2 separate regions of the Sus scrofa genome follow, and region 2 is linked to region 1. Evidence: chromatin contacts called from public Hi-C data. All regions are on one chromosome and are shown on one strand. The core of a region is the stretch at or near the end of the contact, and the rest is flanking DNA. Distances in the headings are between cores, read along the strand shown.

Region 1 (7,266 bases), core at 2,524-5,023:
CTGACCATGACCTGATATAACTGAAGCTGAACTATTTGAACATGGAGTTTTTCATATTATTCTCTTAGATAATTCTCATATTACAAGGTTTTGGTTTTTTTTTTTAAAGCATCCAGTTGGCATACAGTGTTTTGTTTTTTTTTTTTTGTTTTGTTTTGTCTTTTGTCTTTTTAGGGACACACCTGCGGCATATGGAAGTTCCCAAGCTAGGGGTTGTGTCCAAGCTGCACCTGCCAGTCTATGCCACAGCAAAGCCAGATCAGAGCTATGCTGCAACTTGCAGCAATGCCAGATCCTTAACCCATCGCATGAGGCCAGGGATCGAACCCACAACTTCATGGATACTAGTCAGGTTCTTAACCTGCTAAGCCATCATGGGATCTCCTGGTCTAGAATATTAAATTCACAGGACAAGATCCTCTGAAGTCCCATGATTTGCCCTCTTGTGTTATACAAATTGAATGGAAATCTTGCCATACACAGTGATCATTAATACAAATAATTATGGTACTATGACAGTTGGAATCAGGCAAATTGGATTTTTCCCTAAAAATACCTAGAAGTCTAGGCCTAGCTAGAAGTCTTTATAGTAAATGAAGTCCCTCAAATTACTCATGTTCTATATTTTCTTGTTTCCCTTCTCTAACATTCACGTTTCCTAATAAAATTTGGAAGGTTGTGGAATCAGCTTACCCTAAGACACTGCAAAGTGAACTTTAACCTAGCAAATTTAAAGCAGTGTACCTGCCACAGTGGGAAATTACTTTATAACATCACAGTTGCCCATCAAACTACAGCAATCATTAATTATTCCTATTCAGAAAAAAAAAATAATCTGTCCTTTCTCATTTTCCCTGAGTTCTCCAAAACTGCTACACCCTCTAATTCAATGACAGAGAAAGACTATTTTTCTTCTTTGTTCCATTCTTACTTGACATTTCCCACTCCTGACTGTTCTGCTCTTTCTCTAATCTCTATGTTATGTGTGGGAAAATTATACTTTCCCACAGGAACCTCCACTTCAAGTAGTACTAATTCAAAATAACATCCAAATATATACCTTCAGTGCCAGTATTGCTCCAAACCTAGATTAAAATTGCCCAAGGGACACTCCCAACATTGGCATACTACTATCATTTCACTTTGTCTCAGGTCAAATTAATTTCCAAATCAAAATCTCTTCTAAATTTCCCTATTTTTCTTTTCCTTGACATCTAAATTCAAAATCTCTTTTGACCACCTTTCTATTATTCTCCTTAATAAGGCCTAGCAATTTTTTCCTTCACATTTTATGTCTTTCCTTCTTTCTGACACCTCCTGAGATGAGGTCCTTACAATCTTGTAATTAGATAACTGAAATACTTCCTAATTTACTATCAGTGTCTTTCCTCTTTCAACACACTGACAAGCATTACCAAGTTAATTTTCCTAAACTATCACTCTTTCCAGCCTCCAAGTTAGGAAAAAAACACATGTTCACTTGGGTTTTAAAAATGAAATCAAGGAGTTCCCGTCGTGGTTCAGTGGTTAACGAATCCGACTAGTAACCATGAGGTTGCAGGTTCGCTCTCTGGCCTTGCTCAGTGGGTTAACGATCCGGCGTTGCCGTAAGCTGTGGTGTAGGTTGCAGACGCATCTCGGATCCCGAGTTGCTGTGGCTGTGGGCTTCGTCCGGTGGCTACAGCTCCAATTGGACCCCTAGCCTGGGAACCTTCATATGCCGCGGAAGTGGCCTGAGAAATGACAAAAAAAAAGAAATCAAGGAGTTCCCACCTTGGCGCAGCAGAAACGAACCCGACTAAGAACCATGAGTTGTAGGTTTAATCCCTGACCTTGCTAAGTGGGTTAAGGATCCGGTGTTGCGTGAGCTGTGGCGTAGGTCGCAGACGCGGCTCGGATCTGGCGTTACTGTGGCTCTGGCATAGGCCGGCAGCTGTAGCTCCGATTAGTGCCCTAGCCTGGGAACCTCCATATGCCGCTGGTGTGGCCCTAAAAAGACAAAAGACAGAGAGGAAAAAAAAGAAAGAAAGAAAAAGAAATCAAAACTCATCTGCTTGCTACTCAAGGCTCTTCATAACCCCAAACCGATTTATTTTCAGCCTTATATCTTGTAGTCCCTAAGCAAACACTCCTTCTAGCCCAATTTGTGCTACTAAAAAAGAAAAAAAAAAATCGTAATCAATAAAGAATCATTTCCTCAAACCCAGAATAGTATCTTGTATAGAAGGGTCTCTGGACATCACAAATAGGTATCTCGTTCCTGAAGTTGTGGATTTTTTTTTTTTTTTTTTTTGGTGCCATTTCTTGGGCCGCTCCCGCGGCATATGGAGGTTCCCAGGCTAGGGGTCCAATTGGAGCTGTAGCCACCGGCCTACAGCCACAGCAACGCGGGATCCAAGCTGCGTCTGCAACCTACACCACAGCTCACCGCAACGCCGGATCCTTAACCCACCGGGGGGGTGGGTCGAACCCGCAAACCTCATGGTTTCTAGTCAGATTCGTTAACCACTGAGCCACGACGGGAACTCCTCTTTCCTTAAGTTTTATTGCACTTAACTATATGTACAGCTCATTGTAGTTCAAGCTCCTACTAACTGTAAGGTATGTATCTGTTCTACCTCCTTACCTCGACTAAAAATTCCCTAAGAGCAAAATCATGTCTAACGTAGCATCTCTTAGGAATCTCCCTCAAGATCAAGAGTAAACTTTATTCATTATTAATGAGTTACCTTACTTTAATTCAAGCTTCGAGGACCAGTAAATTTTAATATTTTTCTTAATAAAATCCAAGAAAGCCAGCATTTGAGAATCTACCATGTGCTAAAAGCACCGTTAGGCGCTTTAAACATATCGCATTTAACCCTCACAAAACCCCTAGTGGTTGGCCCTATCATCTCATGATGAGCAAGAACATTACTAATTTCTCTCTTATGTTGTTATTTGCCCCTTCCGCTCCAAGTCAATCCAAGTCACATTATCGAAACTCCCTACCCCTTCACTCAATTCGTTTCTCGAATATTAAAGGCTCTGGGCCCAGTACTGTGCCGGTGCTAGGAGTACAGAAGCTAAGGAACAGCTTACAGCTTACCTGTCCTCACGACCCCACAGCGCAGACAGGTGTAGGTAGTCACGCCAACGCGGGGGTAAAGGAAATGCAGCGGAACGCTGTCTGCGGCCGCCCGGGAAGGCCAAAACCCGCGCCTCCCAAAACCAACTTTCCTCCCCCACTTCCAACATTTCTCTCAACCCCCTTCACTTCCCGACGCTGCTAACGTACACCCACTTTCTCGTGGTCTTCAAGAGTGTCCGATTTTCTTCCCTCAGCGCTGAGAGGGAAAAAAAGACATCTCGGACATCTTCCTTACCCGGCCTTTTCTGCAGACCCTGGTGGCCCCTTCCATTTCCCCTTCTCCTTCTCCTTGTCTTTTTTGGTTCCGGGCGCAGTGGTCGAGTCGTCCTCAAACACGCTGAAGAGCTCATCCCCGAAAGCGTCCGCCATCTTTCGGAGTTGTGAGACCAAATCTCGCTCTTACCCACGATGCCCCGCAACCGCGCCGACGGTGACGCCAAGGGAAGCCGCAACAGGGGCCCGTAGGAGACAAAATTAGTTGAGTCGCACAGCCCTCAAGGCTTCTTTTTTCCCTTTTGGACCTTTTTTCCCTCTTTGGACCTTTCTTTTCCTTTCCAACCACTAGCGGACGCGCATCTCCGAAGCTGAAGTGGCAGCGCGGCGGCGGTTCCCGGCCCGCAGCTGATCCCTAAAGGGGCGGAGAGGAGGCGGGACCTTGGGGAATCGGGCCAATTGAGAAGCAGCGGTCGTTCCGGCCGGAGGAGCCCGGATGGAGGACGCAAGGTGGCGGCGTGGGACTGGGGGAATGTGAACAAACCTTGGAGGCGGTGCGGGAGTGGTATCGGGATCAGACCAGAGCTGTGATTCTGCCACTGCTGCAACATGGGCGGCAAGAACAAGAAACACAAGGCTCCGGGTGCCGCGGCGGTCCGGGCCGCCGTGTCTGCTTCCAGAGCCAAATCCGCCGAGGCCGGAGCTGCGGTGGAGGCCCAAAACAAGAAGCCTGTGGCCAGACAGCCCCCCGCCGCTGCTGCCAGCAACAGGGAGCCCCGAGTAAAGCAAGGTATGAGCTGTCGGGCGCCAGGATCTGGCCCTAGGGGGAAGCCTTCGCACCTGGGCGAACCCTTGGTCTCAAAATTTCTGTCTTCCGCAGCCACAGTTGCTGGCTCCGTATCAGGCAGCCTTGTTTTAGATCAGTGTAAGCTGTTAGGGCCTCCAGAGTTCCGACGGTAGCGCCCCCCAACCTAACCTCCACTTTTTCTAATTCTGTGAACTAAGTAAAAATTGCATTAGCTCCCGTTTCATCAGCGATCAGTCTTGAGCCATCATCTAAACTAGCGACTCGCATGCAGAGAATACTGTCTGGAGTTATTAACCTCCTGGAGCCAGACCCATTTATTTACCTCCTCCTCAACCTCTTCAGCCACGATGTAGTGTTTCCACGTGCTATGTAAAAATCAGTACTTAATAAGAATTGCAGCACTTGCACACCGAATATGGATATAACCTGTTGTAAAATTATCAGCGATCTTTACCACAGCATTGCATTTTTGCTTATTGTGCCATTTGATTTGATAACTCAACTTGGAGATTGCCGGTTCTGGCTGCAGATCAGCAGGCCACTATTACAGCTGATTTCAAAAGATAAACAGTTATACACTATTTTGTTCTGCTTAGCTTGTCTTAGTTCTTATTGAAATGTTTAGCCAACAAATATTTATTTAAAACCTACTTTGTATCTGGCACGATGTTAGGGATGGGATGAGCAAAATAGGCAATCTCTCCCGGAGCTTGCCCGTCTAATGGCGGACACAGACCTGAAGTAATCGCACAGACATCGTTCTATAAGTGCCACAAAGAAAAGCTAAGTAAGAGAATTTAACAGGGTAACCCAGTTTTTACTGAGGAGGAGGAGGGATCATTCACGGTCTCTTTGAGAAAGTGACTGTTAAGCTAAGATCCAAAGGGTGAATAGGTGTAAACTCTATAAAGAAGGGGGGAAATAGTATTCCCGGCAGAGATAAGGAAAACGGTGTGCAGAGATCTTGAGTCAGAAAAGAGCATTGGCCTTTGAGATCTCAGAATGTAAGCATTGTCTAAGGAGAAGATGAGACTGAAGTAGGCAGGTAACAAACTTTCACCTAGAAGGTGGATAATAATCTGTGCTCTGCAATTTACTGTAACTTTTTAACTACAAAGTTATGCCTGCAATTACAGATACAAAAAATTTCTCCTTGTGTATTCTGCGGCGTTTTTATTCTGAGTCAGCCTCTTTCTGACTTCCTTTGTCTTTCCTGATATTCCTCTGAATTCTTTGAACTTTCTCATAGCCATTTATTGTATTCTTTGGTTTCCCATTCCCCCAGCCCCCAAAAGTGACCGTTACCGAAGTGTCATTCTGTGACAGTATGCTTTCCTCTTTACAGACCTTCTATGAGAGTTTATCTACTTCCATTACTTCTTCTGTCTTTTCCTTTGTAGATGACTCCTCAAGCAACATGTCCAATCCTGGTCTCTATTCCAAGCTCAAGTCAGCCATTTCTACATTTATTTGGACACTATTTTGCAAGCATCTCAAATTTAACATGGCTAATACTAAACTACACTTCCCAGCCCGCCCCCACCCCTACTCCCACCCCCAGTAGCTTCTCCTCTGACTTCTTTCTCTTTTTACATATTCCTCTTTATCCCATGTCAATAGTTATTTTTTTGTGCCTTTCTTTCTTTTCACATCCAATGTGTTGTCAAGCTCTGTGCAGTCTTTGCATATCTTACATGTATACCCTTTTCACTTTTGATTTATACTGCTCACACTTCAGTCAAGACACTCATGAATTTCTGGAGTACCAACACAGCCTTCTAAAGAGCTAGCTGTGCTTTTTTCCTCCTCCAGTCTGTCCCACATAAGGTGTCAGATTGATCTTTCAAAACCACTTCTTTTGGGAGAGGGAGTGGAATGGACTGGGAATTTGGGGTTAATAGATGCAAACTGTTGCCTTCTGTTGCCTTTGAAATGGATAAGCAATGAGATCCTGCTGTTTAGCACTGGAAACTATTTCTAGTCACTTATGATGGAGCATGATAATGTGAGAAAAAAGAATGTATACATGTATGTGTGACTGGGTCACCTTGCTATACAGTAGAAAATTGACAACACTGTAAACCAGCTATAATGGAAAAATTAAAGATCATTGTAAAATTATAAGAAATCGTTAAATTAAAAAAAAACACTTCTTTGATCATATCACTTCCCAGTCTTTTCTACATCATCCTCACTGACTTTGTGATAAGGTACAAAGCATTGAGCTAGTATCTAAGACCTCCTTTCTAGTCTTTTTACAGTTCCTATATTTAGCTATAGCAAATCTAGTATGTTTCACTGATCCCAATGCAGCTTTTGGCTTTCTGCTTTCTCATGCTTATTCTTGACCATTTTCTTTTATTGGCATACCATCCATCCCCAAGATTATCTACCAGAATTCTATAATAATCACCCCAGCTCTCAACTGTTTGAATTGTTCCTATGGATACATAGCTCATGCATCATTGTTGTTTGATTATTCTTTTTGATATTTAGATCTTGCCTGTGGCAATGGTATTTGATATCAGATCTTGCCTATGTGATGAATTATACATTTTACCTATCCTACAAAATTTTAGGAGGTAGGAACAGTTTCATGAGTACATATCCCTCAGTATCTACTCAAAGGCTATGAATAGGGTCATTCAAAAAATTTCTTGGGTCAGTGACAAGGAAAAATTCAGAGGAATTATTAAAACCAAGAAATCAAGAGAGAGAAAATGAGAGGTTATCTACCAAATTTGTGAGGAATTTTTTTGTAACCATAAATCAATATATATAGCAGTATACATAAAATGTTGCAACAAGATTTCTGCATAATTTTGCTTTCTTTTTCCTGTTTGGTTATTTTTATATTACATATAATAGGCCTATTTTTAAGAAAAAAATGGAAAAATACACACACAAAAAATCACCTCTGAACTCTATTTTCCCTAATGTAAATGTAATTGTTTTACTCTACTTCTATCCCTCTGTCTTTTCAAACAATTTGAAGGGTTGTCTTTTTGTCTTTTTTTTTTTCTGGGGCCCCACCTGCGGCATATGGAGGTTCCCAGGCTCGGGGTCCAGTCGGAGCTGTAGCCACTGGCCTATACCACAGCCACAGCAACACGTG
Region 2 (7,266 bases), core at 2,797-5,296, 670 kb before region 1:
CAATGGACATTTAAGTTGTTTCCAAGTCTTGGCTATTGTGAATAGTACTGCAATGAACATAGGGGTGAATGTATCTTTTTTAAATGAAAGTTTTGTCTGGATATATGTCCAGCAGTGGGACTGCTGGATTCTATGGTAGTTATACATTTACTCTTCTGAGGAAGCTCCACACTATTCTCCATAGTGGTTGTACCAATTAACATTCTCAACAACAGTACAGGAGGGTCCCCTTCTCTCTCTCTCTCTCTTTTTTTTTTTTTTTTTTTCTTTTTAGGGCCACATCTGCAGCATATGGAAGTTCCCAGGCTAGGGGTCAAATCAGAGCTGCAGCTGCTGGCCTACACCACAGCCACAGCAATGCTAGATCCAAGCCGCATGTGGGACTTACACCACAGTTCACAGCAACACCAGATCCTTAACCCACTAAGCAAGGCCAGGTATTGAACTTGCATCCTTATAGATACTAGTCAGCTTCATTTCTGACAAGCCACAATGGGAACTCTCCCCTTTTCTACTTTTAAGAGAATAAGGAGTTCTCATTGTGGCTCAGCAGGTTAAGGACACAGTATAGTCTTTGTGAGGATGTGGATTCGATTCCCAGTCTCACTCAGTGGGTTAAAGATCTCAAACTGCAGCAAGCTGTGGCATAGGTTGCAGATGTGGCTTGGCTCCACTGTTGCTCTGGATGTGGCACAGGCCTCAGCTGCATCTCCAATTCAACCCCTAGCCTGGGAAGTTCCATATACTGCAGGTGGGCCATAAAAAAGAAAGAAAGAGAGAAAGAAAGAAAGAAAGAAAGAGAAAGAAAGGAAGAAAGGAAGGAGAGAGAGGGAGGGAGGGAGGGGGAGAGAGGAAGGCAGGCAGGCAGGCAGGCAGGAGGGAGGGAAGAAGAGAGGAAAATACAAGGAAAAAAAGAAAAAAAATGAATTAAAAAAAAAAAAAAGATGGTTCTTCTTCTCAGGCAGTACCAGAAGAAATGGATACTCACAAATTGTTTTTCCAGGGAATAATAAAACAAGGTTCTACACTACGAGTAAATGGTCAGGACAGGGCTGCTAGTTCAAAGAAAAGGGAAATGGGAAATAGTATTGACAAGGTAAATATGGCTGAAGGATGAGGGAATTGAAGACAGGAGTGAGAGTACAGCTAAAATGGTTGATAAAAGGGTTCTCAGAGTTTAGGAAGATAAGAGGAGGTGGGAAATAATGGATAAACTACGAGAACAAAGACTGGAGGACACACTGAGGACAAACTACAGACTCAGTAGGAGTGAGTGAGAGAGGTAGAAGGGTAGGAGGCTGTGGGTAGAGAGAGAAACTCACAATCCAAAATTTTGCAGGTGGAGTAATTTCATCTGATGACTGGCTTCAAGGTGTGGCTCCATCTATGGGTTCCTGATACAGAGTAAAGTTGAAGCTGACTGAAAAAGAGAAGGATGAGAAATTGTGAGGTCAGGGTGCTAACTGAGTCATTATCATGGCTGCTGATATCATTAGGTTGATGCAGGCCATGGCTGACAGAGTTCCAGAAACACAACTGGGCACAGGCAAGGAAGTAAATGGCTATCTGGGAGTTCCCGTCCTGGCTCAGTGGTTAACGAACCCGACTAGGAACCACGAGGTTGTGGGTTTGATCCCTGGCCTTGCTCAGTGGGTTAAGGATCCGGTGTTGCCGTGAGCTGTGGTGTGGGTCTCAGACAGCTCAGATCTGGCGTTGCTATGGCTCTGGTGTATGCCGGCAGCTACAGCTCCAATTAGACCCCTAGCCTGGGAATCTCCATATGCCCACATGCCATGGGAGTGGCCCTAGAAAAGGCAAAAAGACCAAAAAAAAAAAAAAAAAAAAAAGTAAATGGCCATCCTGGTCAGGGCCAGATTTATGTAAATAGCAAGGCAGGCAAAGTTTGTCTTCAACCTTTATAACCTTTGCTCTGTAGCATTTTCTCCTAGTTTTGTTCATGTACTCTCAAGTAATCTGTATCCTCATGTAGGTCTCTCACTGTACAGGTTCCCTACTCTCTGCTTCTGACATATCTAAAATCCCAAATAAGTATCAAAACACAAACAGAAATTTCCCAATTGATAGTCACTTTTCTTTCTTATCCTTGCATTTTGACAGGGCATTCTAATGATAAATCCTTATCCTGAAAGTGATTGTTTCATGGATCAGTAGTATCTGCAAAGTAAAGTAATTCCAGCCAAGGGGAGACACGCTCTTGCTGTCCTAAAAAATCTTTCTCCAATATCGATTCATTAGCCTAAGACTCTAACCATCCCCACAAAATGAGAGTTTCTTATGGGTTAGTGTTAGCAAACACAAAGATATTCACAAAAGAACTAACTCAGTCCTTTGCATCCCTCACCAGTGTACAAGGCAGGCTAGTGTGCTGTGAGATATGATCCCCTGTAGCTACTCCCTATGCCAGAGAAGTGCCATCATTTTCAACATATACTGTGATAAGAGAGATTGGGAAAGCATTGACATAGTAGATATTCAATAATGATAACAGCTGTCATTTATTGAGTACCTACTGCTATATGCCAAGCACTTCATGTATTTTAGCTCATTTAATACTTGCAGTAGTCCTGTTAGGTTGGTACCATTATTCTCATTTGATTGATGAAGAATCTTGAGAAGACCTGCCCAAGGTCACAGACATGGGAAGTACCAGTACCAGGATTCAAATCAGGCAGCTTGAAACCAGAAGGTACACTTAACCACATGGCCCCTACATAAATGTCTGCTAGATCTAAATAAAAATTTAATGTATCAACATTTTATAAGAGTTTGTTTTAAAATAAACACCCCCATCAACAGCAGAACTAGAATACAATCCAGTCAGTTTCTGCAGGTTAGGTATAGGGTGATAGGGAGCCACATCAGCTGAACACAATGGAGTGTTCTCTCTCCTGGACTGCCATCCCCAAGCCTGCCTAGGACTCCCTTAGCCCTAGACACATAGCAGGCCCACTTTCCTGTGTCTTATAAAATTATCTGATCAACTAAGAAATCATAATTCCATCTATGTTTTACCCTATCTGAATCGTCAGTATAATGAAGAACCTTATAATTGTCTGTTAATTTATGGGTATAATTTGTTCAAGTCCATTAAAACATTATTGTCCTCGTATAGCCTGCCATTCTTCCACAAAAGGCCCTGGCCTTGGGTGTGTTTCTACACACACACACACACACACACACACACACACACACACATCCCGCTTATCTTTGAGGCTTCTCATCTAATTCTCGAAAAAAAAAATATCAAAGTGAGCCTGAAGGTCCCTTTTCCAGACCAGAGGAGGGGAAGAGGGGGATTGTTAATGGAACTGATTTTTACTCTGTAGTTCTGTAACAGATTGGGAGGTACAAACTGCAAGAAAAACTAGTTTCTTGGCGTGTCACCAAACCTGGGGTTCACCGATCAATCACATCCAAACTCATTTACTGACTTAGAAATATACATCGTGGCAAGGTTGGTTTACATAAGGACTTGGACCGAAGCCGCCGCCACTATCTGCGGTAATCTCCTGTGGAGTCATGGCCACCTTCCCTGAGGAGCTCCCACGCCTCCCCGATCCCCAAAGACACCCGGCGGTCCCTCCCGGCTCTGAGTCCCTTGGGGAAGGCCTCGAAGGGAGTCCGAAGGGAAGCCGAGAGAAGGGAGGGCGGCAGGGGCGGGCAGCACCCGGGCTTCAGTTCACGACCCCGTTATTCCACGGAAAAATGGAACATTCCGCTCCTTCCGCCTGCAGAGGGGAGGTGGGGGGAACCCTTCGATCTCGCCTGGGAGAGGCGACGCGGGCGCAGTCACCGGAATCCGGGACGCCGGGAACCGCGTTACGGGAATTGCAGCCTCTCGGAGTGCCGCCCCATCGTCTTCGGGCGGCCGTTGAGCCAATGCCGGGGCGCGCCGGGTCTCGCGGGGGCCAATCAACGTACAGATCCCAAATCCGGGGGCGGGGCGTGACAGGGCGCCGCGGGGCGGGGTCAGGGGGCGCTTCGCCCCGCCACGGGAGGAGGGCCGCGTGCCGCGTCTGCGGGAAGGAGCGGAGCTCTAGCAGTCGTCCAGGCAGAGCGCCGACAGGCCCGCGGAGCCGCGCGGGGAACGCCCGGTCGCAGCTGAGCTGGGCCGCGGCTGCTGGCCAGAGGGCCCGGCCGGGCCTGGGGCGGAGGGAACCTACGCTACCGGGGACCTGGAGGAGCGAGGCACCGCGGCCTGAGAGGTGAGGAGAGGCCGTGGCCAGTTGAAGGGCCGTGTAGCGGGAGGGTGAGGGCCGAGTCGGGGCGGACGGGCCAGAGGACTGGCACCCGAGGAGGCCACCCTTTCCCGAGAAAGAGGGGCGCCCCGACAACGAACTCCCCAAACTTCTTGTTACCCCAGCCTGGAAATCCCCACATTCCTTCCTCTCCCTGTTTCCACACCTCCGAATTTGATCTCCACGACTTTGTCACCTAGATTTTTCATCCCTAAGTACAAAACTCACCTCCGGCGCGTGTGCACGCACACACACCCCACACCCTTCTTAAGCCCCCGCCCCCAAACGGCCTTCTGGACCTTACTCCTTTTTGGTTACCAAATCCTCACTTTTCCCCAGTTGCCTTTCCATCTCCCCTTATTCCACTGGCCCCGCACTTGACTCTTCATTTTCTACTCGGAAGTTAATTTTCTTTCCAAAGCCATCTTTTCATCCTTAAATTGTAATGTTTAAACGTTACTGAAAGTTCCTACCATACTCATAAAAATTCCGAACTTAACATCTCTTTTTCTTCTTTTGATCGATTACATGTCCCGACCCTAATGAACCCCACAGACCGCTGTATCCTAAAGGCGCCGAATACGGTCTTTAAAAATTGCACCCTTCCCCCAAGCTTAAAGGTTATTCCAAGCAGGGTTCTGTTTTAAAGTATTTTTTCAAAGTGGAAAAAAACCCACAGTTTAAAAATAAGATCTGCCACCTTTGTTCTTTTTTTTTTTTTTCCTTCAGAACGAAACCCATTTCGGTTTAATTTGTGTAGTATTTGAGTGATTATACTGCTTTAAAATAATTAATTGTTAGAACGCCAGGATGAATATTCTAAAAGATTGGAGTGTTTGGTTTAGTCAGTGCTGTAAACAAACCCTTTAGACTGTGTGACTGCCAGCTTCAAGTTGGAGCAACTCTTAATTTGAAATTACTGACTCAGAACATCATTTGAGCTGTTCGCCATTATCATGGTTTCTTAAATTCATATTCATTCCTATTTGGAAGTAGTTTAAAACTATAAACTGGAGTACTACATTTATAGAACCAACTTGCTATTAAATTAAATTATGTTTTCCAAATGTTTCTCTCTTTGGGGATAATTTTGAACACTTGTTTTTAATTACAAATGGAAGGAAAAAAATTACAGGATGGAGAAAGTGTCAGAAAAGGATAGATTTTGTAGTAGAATTTTTCCTCCATCCCAGTTTGGAATATTGACAATACTATACATGTTTACTTTTCTCATAGGTAGTTTAGAATATTACAAATACACAACTAATTTAAAAAATTTTTTTCTTGGTTTTTTATTGCCGTATAGTTGATATACAGTGTTGTGTTAATATGTTTTCTTATGTAATGAAAAATCTGTTCAGTTTTTTATGAATTGCTGTGTTTTCAGTTTATTTAAAATTTTTCCAAAGGAATTTGCATTTCAGCTAAATGTTAGGGTGGATGTTGACTATCATATACCTGTGAAGTAGGTGTTACAGTAGCTGCCTTATAGAGAACGAAACTGAAGCTCAGGGTTCCTGTGAAAACTAGTTCTGTGTAATTCCAAATCCTGTACTTTCAGTCAGTCATGTAGTCATGCTGACATATTTCTCATAGAGGATCCAGTGCTACAATTTGGTTTGGTAACTTAAGAACGCCCCATAACTTCTGCAGGAAGGGTTTTTTTTTTTTTTTCTCTCAGAAGCTATTTCATAGCAGCTTATTTTAATGGGAGTCAGAATTCCCTGGCGCTAATACATTTGCCGCTTGGCTCTTAGAGAAGGATGGAATGTTCTCACAGTCTTCTCCATTTCTTTGATTGCAAAGACATTTTGATCAGAGCTGAAGTTTCTACTGAACTTTATTTTTCATAATAAATGCTAAGCATTTAGTACTGACTATAGGAACTCACAAAGATATGTGGTTTACAGAAATTGAGTGGACAAGCATTTTGCAAAAAATGACAAGGATGTAGGACAGTTTTAATTAAATGTGGTGTGATACAGAAGATGCTATGTATGTTTAAATCAGGGAATTATTATATAAGGGTTGAATTGATCAAAGTATTTACCAGAGGTCAGCCTTGAAACCTGGGTAAGATTTGGATAAAGGGACAATTGAAGGGAGACCATTCCAAGTGGAAAGGGTCAGAAATGATCAAAGTATAGTAACTATAATAGCCAATACATGTGTAATGCTTATTTTGTGTCACTGTTTTGAACACTTTGCTTGTATTTATTTAATCCTTGTAACCTTATGAGTAGAGCTTACCCTCTTTTAATAAAGGACACCAAGGCATAGAGAGGTTAATTAGGACACCAAGGCATAGAGAGGTTAATTAACTTGCCTAGTGCCACATGGCTATTAAGTGGTAGATCCAAAATCTATACCCAGACGACGTGGTGTGGAATCTGAGCTCCTAATCATGATAAATACACTGCCTCTTCATATAGTATACTTGAGTCAACAGTAACTAGAATAATATGGCCATACCATAAGGTCTTTAAAAACCCATTCTTAATTGTCTGCTATGTGCCTCAAAGTACGTTAGAGTCTCAGGCTACCAAGATGTATAAGCAGCTAATTTACAATATAGTGTTGTATATCCTATTAGGGAACTATATACAAGTGCATTGGGAGCAAAGATGATTGTGGGAGTGGATGGAAATTCCACAGAAGAGATGATGTTTCATCTCAATTACAAATAGTACAAAGCAGAGTTTGGCAGAAGGAAGACATTCTAGAGGAAAGGAATAGCATATAAAGAAGCACAAATCCTGAAATAACAAAGTGTGTTAGAGAAAGTCTAATAGTTTGCTGTACCTTGAGCTTAAAGTCTGTAGGAGTGACTTATTAGTGTGATAAAAGGTAAGATCAAATTGTGTGTGGCATGGTGAAGTCAAGTAAAATGAAGAGTTTAAATATTTGCTTTGCATTTGGGAAACTGCAAAAATAGTTTCAATATAATCAGTACAAACGAGATTGCTTGCTAGTTTCTTTAGAGCTTGAGGGTAGAATCTGTAAGGGT

What was found. A called contact is a pair of places that touch in the nucleus more often than the background predicts.
Region 2: a Hi-C map of skeletal muscle shows a contact between it and region 1, with 5 times the contacts expected there. The contact joins the promoter of IL6ST here to the promoter of DHX29 in region 1. A contact is called at or near these places in 4 of 47 Hi-C or Micro-C datasets (heart right ventricle, liver and skeletal muscle) and 1 of 2 datasets of contacts at active chromatin or transcription factors (skeletal muscle).

Annotation. Positions count from the first base shown.
Region 1 is chr16:34,474,740-34,482,005 of Sscrofa11.1, reverse strand. It overlaps DHX29 (ATP-dependent RNA helicase DHX29), which reads left to right and starts at 3,773. Exons shown (of 27, transcript XM_013984775.2): 1 at 3,773-4,133. The coding sequence starts at 3,953. It overlaps SKIV2L2 (superkiller viralicidic activity 2-like 2), which reads right to left and starts at 3,779. Exons shown (of 27, transcript XM_003133964.6): 1 at 3,366-3,779. The coding sequence starts at 3,499.
Region 2 is chr16:35,148,568-35,155,833 of Sscrofa11.1, reverse strand. IL6ST (interleukin 6 signal transducer) reads left to right here and starts at 4,046. Exons shown (of 16, transcript NM_001097432.1): 1 at 4,046-4,226. LOC102168151 (a long non-coding RNA gene) reads right to left here. Exons shown (of 3, transcript XR_002339581.1): 3 at 863-1,420.